Regions from separate parts of the Pan troglodytes genome. Here region 2 is linked to region 1. Evidence: chromatin contacts called from public Hi-C data. All regions are on one chromosome and are shown on one strand. Each heading gives the region's core, a stretch centred on a gene start, on an enhancer-like site or on the middle of the called end of the contact. The rest is flanking DNA. Distances are from core to core; before and after follow the strand shown. Region 1 overlaps AUTS2 (activator of transcription and developmental regulator AUTS2). Region 2 overlaps AUTS2 (activator of transcription and developmental regulator AUTS2).

Region 1 (7,287 bases), core at 1,323-3,822:
CTTCCATTATGGGAGGAAAAATAAAAGCAGACACTCTTGGGTATGTATGTATATGTGTTTGCCTTTTTTAAAACAATGAAGTTGATTTATTACCTTCTGGGTTTAAAATCTTATCTGAGCCTTTTCTGCCCCTAAGATTCTGTGATTCTATAATCAGAAATAGCTTGGGGAATGGATAATTATTTTGTAAAGGAATCTAGAAAACTTGTCTTTGAATATGATAACAGTGAAGGTAATATTTTCATTCCCAGATACCCCAGTTTTATTATCTTTTTTTGCTAGTTTTATTTTGTTTTCTTATAAACTAGTATCAATTTTGGTAACCTGGAAAATTTTATTGGATTCTCCAAATAACTGGATTATAAAGTATTTATGGAATTATCAGAGTTGCAATTTTCTGTTAGAAATGGCTTATTAAAATTAACTTAATGGCCTCCTTGTAAGTTGTTGGTGGAGTTGCTGTTTCATTCATTCATTCATTTCATTGTGTTTGTTATTGGAAAGTGGGTAAGAGTTACTGGAATGCCTAGAGAATAAGTTTTCAGTAAAGCATTACACATTGCAAGAAGCCAATCTGCACCCCCACCCCCCCAAAAAAAATTGAGCATAAATTATAATTATTAGAACAATCTTACTTGAACAGCATTATTTCTTGGAGGAAAAGAGGAATAGAGGAGATACATATTGAAATAGTTTGCTAAACTAAAGAGGAATTCAAAGGATAAAAAAATTGATAATAAGACTTTCAAGGTTCCTGTTGAAACAGATGAGGCAGAGCCTATCAAAACTGGAGCCAGGAGTGATAATGGTTTTTAAGTTTGTGTAGCTTAATTGCTGATGGTTTAGGTTGATGGAAAACTTAGTAATACTGTTTCCAATTTTTTCCTCATTATTTTAAATGTGTAAAAAAATTGTGCATTAAATACTGGAACCTTTCTCTGAAAAAAAGTAAAGCAAGTTCTAATATGAATAGAGGTTTAAAGTAAGGCACTGCCTCGTCGTCCTATAGCTAATATTTTTCCCTGTTTTTCTTGCACCAGATGGCACTGTTTAGTTCTATTTCACAATCTTATTCTGGAACTTTCTTCGGGAGAATCTGTTTTAGCCCAGGCTCACCAGTGACACCTCTCTATTCTGCATGAAGTCTTTACGAATGCTTGTAAAAGGTCACTGACTCAGACATGAAGCTGTTTATTTGAGGTCTTGTGGTTCTTTCCAGTTGCACATTTGCTGTGAGGTGAGCCTAATAAACCAGCTGATAGAAACCTACATGCTTCTTATAGAGTTCAGCCAGTATTTTGCTTGGAGACATATTGCAACAATATGATTTCAGCATTCTCACGGCCCAGTCTAATTATCTGACACATTTTGGAATTATTTTATATGTAAAAGTAGAGCTATAAGCAGAAGGGCACACTCACTAAAAAAAAAAAAAAAAAAAAAAAAAAAAACCTTGCAGAGCTTAAAGTGTTTCATGACAGTCTGTTGAACTATAGATTTATCAAATTAACTTACAAAAATAAAATTTAAAGAACCTTTCCTGACTATTCCCAAGGCTGACTTGGAAGGAAATTATGGATGACCTCTGATGTCATTATGCATAAATGGGGCAGATCCATAGCCAAGCTCGCCTCTTTGCTGCACATAACAATAAAACATCCTTTTGGAAGATAGAATTAGCTTTATTTAATAAAAATGCCAGGGTCATATTGTAAGACTTATCTCTGTGAGCTTTGCCCTCCCCTCCCCTCCTCTCCCTTGAATAATACAGAAACGTTGGACATAATTATGACACAGATTTCATAAGGCTGCTTCTCCTTTTACAATTATATTTTATGAAGAACAGACAATGTTTTCTTTGCAAATTTTGAAGCTCCTTCATTTTCTGAATGCATTGGATTTGGTACTAAATGCTCTCTCCCGTTTGCATTTCCTTCCCTCCCTCCCTCCTTCCCTCCCTCCCTCCTTGCCTCCTTCCTTCCTTCCTTCCTTCCTTCCTTCCTTCCTTCCTTCCTTCCTTCCTTTTTTTTTTTTATTTTTGGACAGTGTTTCACTCTTGTTGCCCAGGCTGGAGTGCAGTGGCTCAATCTTGGCTTACCACAACCTCCACCTCCTGAGTTCAAGCAATTCTCCTGCCTCAGCCTCCCGAGTAGCTGGGATTACAGACATGCGCCACCACGCGCGGCTAATTTTGCATTTTCAGTAGAGACAGGGTTTCTCTATGTTGGTCAGGCTGCTCTCGGACTCCCGATCTCAGGTGATCCGCCCATCTCAGCCTCCCAAAGTGCTGGGATTACAGGCGTGAGCCACTGGGCCCGGCCTCCCCTTTGCATTTCACTGCTCTATGTATTCTCTTGGTGGTGATATGAGTTGAAGGGTGGGAGTAGGGGTGGAGAGCCCTCTCTAGACTGGAGCTATGAGTGCATAAGTGAAATCTCATTATTTCCATCTTTAAAAGAAGAAGTATTGGCGTGTGGTGTTTTTAGCCAGCCCTCCCTCCTTTCCTCTCATGCCCATCCACAGGCCATTGACTGGAAGGCACAACAGCTCCCAGCACAGCCCCTCCTCCTGCCGCTGGAGAGGTGTTGGGACTGGTGTGCTGGTTTCCAGGCGCAGGTCCTCCAGGCTGAGCCACAGCTCTCTGTAGAAGTAAGCATGAGACAGGCTGCTTCCATAAATCAAGCCCTGAATTTTATTACAGTGTTTATGTAACCTCAGTTTATGTGCTATAATTCTTTGCTGTGTTGCCTAGAGTAATTCCCAAAGAGGATGTTTGTTCTTTTTCCCTGGAAATTTTCTAGCATAGGCCTTTTGTTTTGACATTCTCCTTCCCCCCACCCTCTGCCTTTTTTGGGGTGGCCTGGGGATGGGTATCACTAACAGTCAATTGCTTTTTACTGAGTAAATAATATAATCCAGCGTGTGTTAGATTCTGTTTGTACTAGATGTTATTCCTACTCTTAAGTGGGAGAAAAAATCTCAAATTAATTTTTACATTTTCAAGATTATAGGGTGGTAGGGTTAATATGTACTTAATTGATGAGTAAATGAAATATAAGTGAAAACAAATGCCTTTGCTATCCATGGGAGACCCGTTCCTTTTTATAGCCTCCGCCACCATCACAGATCTCATGTTGATAGAGTCAGATTGACCGCTGAGAGAGAAAATACAGACTGGAAATTTTGGGTGATTTAGACTTTTAACTGAAGAAAATGTCAGGGTAAGATGACCAGATTCAACTGTATTCCATGTAGACAACTATGTCAAGAGAGAAATGTTTTCTGGTTGGAAATGAAGACAATTTGACTTAACCGGAGCATGTTTTTAAAGAAACCCATAGCATGTTTTTTTTTTTTTTTTTTTTAACTTAGCTCTTTTTTTCGAACCTTATGTTTGGCCCTACAGAGAAATTAGGTGATGAGACTGGACCTACGGAAAGTGTTACTGGACCTATTCTGATTGGACACGTTAGACTTGTGAACTGCTGACTGGTATATTTCAGTTAGTACAGTTAATGTTTTATCATCACTGCCATTAGAAGGTATTACATAGATGTGATCTTTTTCATTGTAGTTTAAAGAAGATAGTTAATCCTGGGGCAAAGTTTATGAAGGAAGTGTGTGAACAGAGCAATCTTTTTAGATTTACTTTAACTACAAAACTGGATATTTGTTTTAAAGCTGTGCTGTTTAGGATTGTAGACACTAGCCACATGCGACTGTTGCGCATTTGAAATATGACCAGTTCTAATTGAGGTGTGCTGTAAGTCTAGAATACACACTTGATTTTGGAGCTTGAGTATGAAAGCAAGAATTTATAGGTCCTCTTTAATCATTTAAATTAATTACACATTGTAATTATATTTTAGATACATTGGGTTACATAAACTGTATCATCAAAATTAATTTTATACCTATTTTTACCTTGCTTTTACTTTTTAAAATGTGACTCCTAGAAAAACCTTAAAATTGCAAATGTGACTCACATTTGCAACTCACATTATTTTATTATATTATATTTTATTTTATTTTATTTATTTTCAAGATAGAGTCTTGCTCTGTCACCCAGGCTAGAGTGCAGTGGTGCAGTCTCGGCTCACTGCAACCTCCGCCTCCCAGGTTCAAACAGTTCTCCTGCCCCAGCCTCCCGAGTAGCTGGGATTACAGGCGCATGCCACCATGCTCAGCTAATTTTCTACCTTTTTTTTTTTTTTTTTTTTTTTAAGTAGAGATAGGGTTTCACCATGTTTGCCAGGCTGGTGTCAAACTCCTGACCTCATGATCCGCCTGCCTCGGCCTCCCAAAGAGCTGGATTACAGGCATGAGCCACTGTGCCTGGCCTTGCAACTCACATTATTATTGGCCAGTGCTGTTTTAAAGTTCTGTTGTCCAATGAAGGGAATAACAGATGAGTACACTCAGTAAAACCTTCAAAGTTATATGTTTAAAGGAATATTCTGTGCTTCCTGATAAAATATTAATAACCAAAATTAGCAACAACATATAGATGAAATTATTGCCTCAAGATTTATAAGGAAATATTGACTGGAATACTGTCTATTAAAATATTCCTCTTTACTTGTCAAGTCTACCTCTCAGTATCTTAAAGGAAAGTTCTCATCTAATAGGGTGTAGAGGTTAAGAGCATGAACTCTAGGTTGGAATCCCAGCTTGGTTGTTTACTGTCTGTATAATAGGAAGTAAGTTATTTAGCTTCCCTGTGCATCAGCTTCCCTACATGTAAAATGGATACACCTTAATATCTTCCTCATATTAAATAAAACAAAGTGTATAAAGCACATGCTAGGATTCGCACATACTACATAAGTACTATGTAAGTGCTAGCTATTATAGAGATAGATGTTATTGTTCTTATCTTGTTAAAATACGTACAACTTTTTGATAGATTATTCGAACCTGGACTCTATTCTCAAGCAAATGGAAGCTGTTGGCTTTCAGTAATTAGTCTGAATTTTGTTGAAACTCAGAAACAACTGGCAGTAATTAAAAATGGGAAAGTTAAATGAGCAAAGAAGGGAGCTCATTTATTGGAACATATGATGAGAACATTCCATAAAATAAAACTTGTAGTAATTGTCAATTAAACCAATTTTCTACCTGATATAAATTCAGTAGTACTATATTTCTTTTTATCATGTTTCTTTGTCACCAGGTATATTGGTCTGCAATTTTGAGTCTTTGGAAGTTATTTTTGTGTTTATTATGCTCTGATAAAGAGATGATGACCTCTTAATCTTGTGTCCAAAAGTGGTGGTGCTATATTGTCCTAGAATTGTTTGAATTTTAGAGCAATGTGTATGTGTGCATTTAAACCCAAGTTTAATAAGTCATTCCATTGTGTTCTTAATAGGGCTAGATAACCTGAGAACCAGTTGGTTTTTTATTGTGCCGAATAAAATTTGTAATCTGGTTTAGACTCTGTACAGCACTGTAGGTATAACAAGTCTTTTATGCTGATTAGCAGTTCGGGGGTGATCTGTGATATAAGTTTGTTATGGTGGAATTGATGTTCGTGATGGGATGTCTAGATGAAATTACCCCATGGAATATAATCTTTTTTGAGTAGAGGATGGTATTAAAGAAATATGTCTTCAAAACTCTTATACAGGCCAGTACTGCCTCTTTAGATGTAAAAGTTTATAATTTTAATTGCAGGACCTTCTTTTACTTGGCTTTTAAAAGTTATTCACTTAGTCAAAATTTATTGAACACCTATAGTATTCCAGGCAGAATGCTAACCCTCACAGAGCTCACAGGGGATACACACTAAGGGATATATATTGTAGTACAGCACAGTGCTGTACTAAATAGCAATTGCAGAGACACTTTCCCTATTTTTTATGTTTTTACTGCCACTTTGCCTTTATAACATGAGGTGATATTAGCATAGAGCTGAACCAAATGTTGGGATATTAAGAAGCTGAAGCAAAGTTCATAAAGAGCATGACTTGGGCTTGGACTTTGCATTTTACAAGGTGTGCAGTGTGAGCTTACAGAGGCTTTGACACCAGGGAGTGAGTGGAGCGTTGGGCTTTGTTATTTGGAGAGATCACTCTTAGTATTGGTATTGGGACATAGATGGTATAATAACAAGGAGAGACTGTAAGAAACTTTGCGGTATCTAATCAAGATATGGGGAGAAACTTACACTAAAGAGTGTGTGCTAGGTGAGGAAGAGGTAGGATTTTAAGGAAATTCTCCAAGTTTTAAGTGCAGAAGTGTGGGAGGAAAAAATGTAAGATGATGATGGTTCTGGCTTGATTTTCCAGAGTAGAGTAGAGTAGCCTTGAAGATTTGATACAACGCTTGACATAGGACATCTTAAAGGGGAGCTCTTAGACTTCAAGGAGAATATGGTAAATATTAAGTACACTATTGGGAGCATGGGTCTGCTGTATGGGAGAGTGTCTTGGCTAGAGGCGTACTTGAGGTAGTCATGATCTAAAGGTGATAGCTGAAGTCATGGGAGGTAGATGGTATAAAATAATAAGCCTCTCCACTGTGCTTCTGGGGGATTTCCAAACACCTTAGCATGCCTTACAAGGCCCTTTAGGGTTTTTTTCTGTACTTTGTTAGTCTCCTTTACAAAAGTTAATGCTGTTGTCTCTCATGCAACATGCATTCCTCGTGTCTCCAGCTGTTTGCTGTTCTCCTCACTTCCCGGGCTTTTCTGTATCTCCATTACATCACACATGCTGTTTCCTGTGTTTGCAAGGCATGGCTCCTCTTTGTCCCCTTAACAAGCTCTGGATTTTTCTTTAACACCCAGTTCCTGAACCTCCATGGCCCAGCTAATAGCTCCATCCTTGAACCCATAAGATTTTGTACATATTTCTATTAGTACTTATATCTCACTTCGAGTAATTATCACTTGCCTTTCACTCATTCTGTATAGACTGTGAACTCCTAAAGGAAAGAGAAGTAACTTTAGTCATTTTTACATCCCCAACCTCAAAATGGCACTTGGCAAATAGATGCTCAGAGAATGTGTTTTGATTGAATTAATTCATTTGTGTGTGAGCTGCATGTGTCACATTAGTGGCTTTTGGATGTGTCCAGAAGTATACCTATTATACCTTGAAATTTTGCAAATCATCATATTTGCAAAGGTTAAATGTAAACAGGAGAAAGGTGAGACCTGAGGTCCTTGTCAAAACCGTTTTTCTTACTGTAATATTAATGTGCATTGTTTGTGGAAAAGTTGATTGATAAATAAAAGAAGAAAATTTAAAATATCCATAGTCTGACCACCCAGTGATATCTTGG
Region 2 (7,175 bases), core at 4,513-7,012, 120 kb after region 1:
CACCTGCTGGGGCTCTACCTCATTTGAGAACCACTACCTTAATAAGTTCATGGCCTTACAATGGGAGTGGGAGGAGAGGTGACTTTGGAGCAGACAATTACAACGTGAGTGACAGTTATCTCTTTCATGAGTACTGCTGTACAAACTGGGAATGCCTGATCTGGTTCTTGGAGAGGGAGTGGAGGTTAACCTGATTTATGTAAAGTTGTAGTGGTCATGGTAGGGGAGGAGGTTGCATTCCATGAAGCACCATTTGGAAAGACCCAAAGTGTGGGGCCTGGTTATTTGGAGGACCTGGAGATGTTGTTGGAATGCTTAGAAATTACAGGAATGAGGATAGGAAGGAGCCAGATCCCAAGTAGTCTTGACAAGTCTTGTTAAAGAGTTTTCATTTCATAGTGCAAGTGATGTAGAGCCACTGAAGGGTTTCATGTTGTAGAATTTATTAGATGTGTGTGAGAGATAGCTCACTCACTTAGTTTTGTGGAAGATGGCTGTGTAAGCATGAGATTGGAGGCAAGAACTTCAGGAAAAATTATGATGATGACTGGGAGAGAAGGTGGACAATTCTAGAGATGTTTAGAACACAAAATTGACAGGACAAAGTCAATGAGTCAATGTGGCAGTGATTTATAGAGAGGCCTCAAGGATAACCAAGTATCTGCTTTATTCAACCAAGTGAGTGCTGGTACAATTCACTAAGAGAGGCAGTGTAGGGGAGTGAATAAGAGCACATATTTGAATCCTAGACCTGCCACTCGCCTATGAGTTACATTTTGGGTGTATTCATTTTTAAGACGTCCATGGGAGGAGCAAAGAAAGAGATCCTGTGGGAGTTTTGAGTCTGGAGCTCAGAGAAGCAGCCTGGACCTCTGGTGCACGTGATCCATGCAGTCCATGGATCAGAACTCTTTCAGGAAAAAAAAATGCGATTATTAGGACAAGTGTTGAGTATGTGTGATTTTTATTTCTTTGTGATTTAGCTGGAGGACTATAGAGCTGACCAGAATAAAGGCAATAAATATATAAATAATCATCTACCTATGATATACTCAAGGCAATAAATATATAAATAATCATCTACATATGATATACTCCTGTCATTATTATTAGTGAAGGCATGTTACATATTTCTTTGGACCACAGCATACTTTCAGGAAACTCTTGATAAACAGCTTTCTTTTTTATTTATTGCCCTGCTTTCTTTTGATTGCTTTTGCCGTAGCATCAACCTGCATCTTATTTTAATCATCTCCTCTCTGAACATTGATGATTCCGCAGCTTTGTTAGAATACATCTTGGGAGATTCCATTTTTTAAAGGCTCTTTCAAGGGCATATGGCATTAGATGATTATGATATGGCGCGTTTAGAATATGCCATGATTTCTCTCCTGCTGAATCCCTCACACATGTTTGAAGTAATTATTATCCTCTCTGCTAGCTCATGAGACTTGTTAGATCACTATTTGTGGGTGTCATAAAATGTTGGCAAGACCCCAGTGTGAAACGCAGTGTGAAATACATGTGGTTAAACTTCTCTGATTTTGTATGTCAATCAAAACAAAATGGCTTAAAACAGTAGATGAATTTCAAAAGAAACTTCAGGATTCTAGAGCAAAAATGACACATGGAACTCTTTAGGTCTGTGTTTTGATATTTAATTCAGGGAGTCATACACAAGAGGACGTATGCAATATAGTAGAATTTAGATGTGTTATGATTATATCTGATAATGTTACAAATACTGAGCAGCTTTTTGTTACATCATATATGGTCCCAAAATGTCATGCCATGCAATGCTGGGGGTGTTTAAATACCAAATTTATGCATATTTTCAAGGAAGAAGCAGATAATCTTCTAACTATACAGACTGTGTTACTTATCAGAAATAATAGTTTATGAATTGTCAAACAGTGAAAATTTTAAACCATGTATCCCTGATAATACTTTTATATCTTCATTAAGCATCACTAATACTGAATATGAGTATCTATCTGATGAGGACCTTAGAATCTTATTATAGTTAGATATAACAAGATTTTATTTATTGTTTTTATCATGGTGAAGGGTATATAATGTCAGCATGATCTCTCCTTTAGTTTTACCTCTTCTGGTGTTTTGCAGTCTTAAATGGGTGTCTTTAGGAATATCCCTTATTTCTAGTTTTAGAACTCTTACTTCTAGTTTCAGAGCTTCTACCTAATAAAGGTATAATTAGATTGGTCTTTTCTGCATTTATTAATCAAAGAATATTCTTTTACATGTGACTTTTTAGCAACATCCATAATTTAAGTGATATTTGCCCAAATATTATCTGTACTCCCACCTTTACAAGAGGATTTAATAACTTAATAGAGTATGTTATAGTAATGAGTTGGATGACCAAATATATTTCAACTAATAGAAAGACCATGATGTAGCTGCTGAAATACCTGAGAAAGGTAGCTTACCATATAAAGAAAGACAGCTAGGATTTTGATCACCTTCTTGCTTTAGTGAATGATGCTAGATCTTCCTCCAACATAAATCTTTCTGCTCACTTTAATTCTAGATGTGTGAGTTCTTGACTTGAGGACTTTGATGTCAGATTTCACCTACTTGAAGGCCCATTGGAAGAATAACTTCTAACTCATTAAACAATTCCCCATTTAGCCAAAGTTAGTCTCATAGATGTCTGTGATGGCTTGTTAGGTGGCACAGTGACTAAATTTGATGCTCAGAAAAGATGGTCTTAACAAAGAGTTCTTTCTTTTCACACAAGTGTAAGCTTTCTGACAGTTATCACCCAAAATGCATCTTGTTTTTGTTGTCTTTTCTACTCATGGCTGTGAGTGTCAGACACTGTGCTTCTATTCACTAACATGAAGACATTTGTGAAAGGGCCTTCATCAATATCTGACACTGGTGAATTGAAGAATAATATACTAGCTACATAAAACTGTGTTTATTCTTCCTAAACCAATCATTGCTTTTTGCAGCATTTCCAATGAAATTGTGATTTTTTAGCAGATTCTTCTTTGATGGAGCTGTGATTTGCAATAATCTTGTCATGCCAGGCTCAAAATACTACTAAATGAAGACATTTGTGGAAGGGAATGATTGTAAATTGCATGCAAATTTCAACTCGGCTGGAATTAATCAATATGGAAACAGAACTTGTGCGTTCCTGATATAATGATGCTGAAACTAATCCCATGGAGTTCTATTTCCGTGGGAATTAGGCAGTTATTTTGCTTTAAATCTATCTCTTTCTCTCCTTTTTTTACCCTTGAAGACAAAGTCCTGTTTTTGAGTTTTTTAACAGTAACTTCTTTGGGGATTTAGAGAGGTTATAAAGGAAACAGGAGTAAAATCAAGCATCTGACTTCCCCTGTGGGGACATCTGACATTTCCTATTTAATTTGCTGTGCTTGTTTAATGAATCTTTCCCCCAATTTTTCTTGCTAGTTTTTTTTTTTTTTCACTGAAAATTCTAAGGCTTATGAGATAGTAGGTGATGCAATCTTTATTCTATGTTAAATATGCGACACTGGTCTCTAAATGGGATGTTCTTTCTTTTACACCAGTTTCTTAGGGTGATCCCAGCTTATCCTTGATGAAAGCTTTTTGTTTTTGTTTTTTAAGTCGCTTTTGGAGGAACAGGTCACCAACCTTGACTTTTTAATGCCTGCTTACATTCAAATTTCTCATTTTCTTTGATTGGCAAGATTAGGTTTATGGCCTTTTATTCTTACACTTGGCAACTAGATCGGTTAACCTTAGATTATTTGTTCCCCACCTTTTCTTCAGCTATTTCGGTCACAAATTTGTAGAAAGGTCTTATCATTGGCATATTTTGTACCACCAGTGCATCAGTGCTATACTCATATATCCTTAGAGGCTGACAACTTACTTCCCAGCCCCTTTCGAGTACTTTAAGAGTCCCTTTATTTATAGCCCAGCTTAAGCCCCAGTGGGTAACACTCCATAAACCTGCAGTGACATCCAGTGGCCTCGTGGTGTAATTTTTTACAAACTTTTCTAAAAGGAATTACAGGGGCAGTATTTCCTGTCAAAGAAAAATACTGTTGGAGTTATTGAAGGGGGTTTCCTAAATACATTTATGTACAATAGTTACTGGCATACTCCTTGATAGGATTACTAGGAGAATGATTATTCATTTTTTGGTTTTTGAGTGAAGGATTAACGGCCTCTGATGAAATCAGCTTTATTCCAAGATCAGATAAAAAATATAAAATTGAGGACAATATTTTTAAGAGGACAATTTTTAATTAAAAAAAATCAACAGTGTAGAATTTCCTATTCTGGATAGATTTAAGAAATAAAGGAGAACCTTTAGTTTGTGCACCTGATCATGAAGTTTAAAATTCTATGTTGTTCCCCTTCTTGGTTCTTGTGCAGTCAATGTCTTTGAGAGTCTTCTTCCACTGTGTTAACTCTTTAATTTTCTCAAACCACCTAAGACTGCTACTATAAATCAGAGCCAAGAGACTCCCAATCTGATTACTGTCTTTAATTGTATTATTAAACGAAAGCATATTTTTATAAAAATGATGCCCCATTATTATAAAATATTTACGTGGTAGAAAAATGTACGAAGAAAATGTGAGCACATCAGTGCAAATCTTACCCTTTTCACAGAAATAACCAGCGTTAACATTTGGTAAACCTCTTTGAAAATGCTCTCTATATGCTCTTTTATATTCTTTCCATGCATATATATTGATAGAACGATAAATAAATTGGAAGCTAAGAAATAATTTCATGATACTGAATTGAACTACTTATAATGGCTGTGTTTATTTGGTTTGTAATTACCGCAAAATGTTATACTAGGTGGGGAGAGGACCAGGAAGAGGTTTGCTTTTTTTAAAAGAGATGACTTTGCCTTTCTTGTGACAGGGAGGGCTGGCTAGGCAGGATCAGGTTTGGGAGAGGGTCAATAGAGAGGAGTGGTGTGCAGCCACCTCATGGCTGCCAGCTATGAGGTTTGGTTTAGATAAGTTAACTGAGGCTGGAATGGGACAGCATAGTTCATATGTTTAAACACCCAGGACGAGATGTTCCCAGAGCTCAGAGAGTTCATACGAGTAAGTCTAGCATGTAGAAACTAAGCCAGTAGAATGTTCCAAACTGATGCTAGGCACATTCATACCAAAGATGAGTGTTAGGTTGTGGTTGGGGGGGGCAGAGGGGGAGGGAGAAGGAGAGGGAGAGATCTTTAGATATCTTTAGCAATTGATACTGAACCAGAAATTTGAAATTTAGATTTCGCTCTGTCATGCCCATTCCCCAGACACTTCTCAGATACAATGCAAAAGCCATATGCTACTGGGAGAGAGGCAAGAAACCTGTTTGCCATTCTAGTCCTAACAAAGATTAGCTGCTGTGGGGGAAGGACTATGAATCTCCCCCTGCTTTGCAAAGAAATGGGGCAAACGTCATTTGCAGTTGAGAGAGATCATTTTGCCCACAATTCTGCACTGATGCACTGATCCTCTACCTCTGGTAGAGGAACAGGAAACTTTCTCATGCCCGAGATATTCCACCAATACAAGGCAAAACTTGGCTTCCCCATGGGAGGGATGTGGGGAAGAAAACTGATTGTATTTCATACCCTGAACTGAGTAGGAAGCAGAGATTACATGTCATTGGGGTGGAGGAAGAAATGCTAAGAAAGTCATGTACTTGAGTCCCAGATGTGCAGGGCTAGGCTAAGACTGTGCTTGGAGCAGGAGAACTGAGAAATTCTCCTTCCCCCCTCCAAGAGCCTTCAACCATAACAAAGAAACAGTAACAGGCTTGCAGTCTACTGCTAGAGGAGTGGCAAGAGCATGGGAAGAAACGCAGACACCCTGCAATGCTTATGTGCAGGTCCTACTTAGGTCCTACTGTAAGTTTAGGGTGGATCATGAACACTGAGAAAACCTTTTTGACAGCAAAAAATAAAATAAACTTTCATTTCTATATAGATTTAGATTACAAAGTTATGCAGGTAGAATTCTCGTATAAAATCAATCTAGTTTTCCCTGTTGTTACATCTTACACTTGTAAGATGTAGTTGTTATAAGTAGATGTAATTGTTGTAAGTAGTAAACCAATATTGCTACATTATTAAATGAAGTACATACTTTATTCAAATTTTCTTAGTTTATACTTTACTGATCTTTTTCTGTTGTAGTATCCTATCTAAAGTAGGATACTATGTTGTATGTTTAGTCATTGTATCTCCTCAGGTGCCTGTAGACTGTGACAGTTTCTCAGATAGTTCTTCTTTTTGATGATAGTTTTAAGGAGTACTGGTCAGGTATTTTAGAGAATGTTCTTCTATTGGTTGGATTAAAATTTTTTTTGATGTTTTTCTCATGATTAGACCCTCAGTTGGCCTCTGTTTTGAATCTTCTAGACTCACAAAAGACTATGTCACAGCAGTCTATCAGAGGAGGAATTTTTATCCTGTGGTGCATCAACACTAGTTATAGCAACAGTAAAATACAGACACAATTCAACTACTGAGTAGATTTATTCAGTCCCCCCATGCTAACAGCTTGAAAGAAGTAGTTACCCATTTCCAGATAGAAATATTATTTACCTGAGTTTCTTTTATACATAAAGTTTGGGTTCAATTAAAAAAATTATGACATAGACACACTCACGTAAGATAAAAAAAAAAAGGTGACTGTTCAAGATGTAAAATAGTCAACAAAATCTGACATGCAAACTTCAGACAGGGACCTTGAAATAACTATGATTACTGTATTAAAAGGTTTAATGGAAAAGGTGGACAATATACATAAATCGCGATGTGGAATTTTAGTAGAGTGATGGAATCTGTAAGAGTCAGAAAATGCTAGAAATGAAAAACAATATCATATATGAAAAAATTTTCTGTGGGTTTATCAACAGACTTGATACGATAGAGGAAAGAATAAGTGACCTTGAGGATAGGCTAATAAAGCCTTTCAACTGAAATAGAGCAAAAAGAGTGGAAATAAAAAATGGAGCGTTGCCGTAGAAAATTTCCTAACAGCCTAACATACTTCAAGAGAGAGAAAATAGGCTAGAAGAAACGCTAGAAGAGATAATGGCTGAGAATTTTCCAAAATGAAAGATAGCCAACCACAGACTCAGAATAAATATGAAGAAAAGCATACCTACGTACACTGAAGTCAGAC

The links. A called contact is a pair of places that touch in the nucleus more often than the background predicts.
Region 2: a Hi-C map of induced pluripotent stem cells shows a contact between it and region 1, with 1.7 times the contacts expected there. The contact joins two enhancer-like sites. A contact is called at or near these places in 4 of 7 Hi-C or Micro-C datasets (blood, induced pluripotent stem cells and stem cell-derived neural progenitor cells) and 1 of 1 other capture datasets (stem cell-derived neural stem cells).

Annotation. Positions count from the first base shown.
Region 1 is chr6:78,667,304-78,674,590 of NHGRI_mPanTro3-v2.0_pri, forward strand. All of the region lies in intron 2 of AUTS2 (activator of transcription and developmental regulator AUTS2), which reads left to right. Among named protein-coding and RNA genes, the nearest start is that of AUTS2, 440 kb to the left of the region's middle. Within about 2 kb of position 2,573, at least 2 of the 24 cell types and tissues checked have an H3K27ac peak or open chromatin away from gene starts, as enhancers often do. A contact at or near this core is called in induced pluripotent stem cells, where this site is marked.
Region 2 is chr6:78,782,984-78,790,158 of NHGRI_mPanTro3-v2.0_pri, forward strand. The region is part of intron 4 of AUTS2 (activator of transcription and developmental regulator AUTS2); the gene reads left to right. Among named protein-coding and RNA genes, the nearest start is that of AUTS2, 550 kb to the left of the region's middle. Within about 2 kb of position 5,763, at least 2 of the 24 cell types and tissues checked have an H3K27ac peak or open chromatin away from gene starts, as enhancers often do. A contact at or near this core is called in induced pluripotent stem cells, where this site is marked.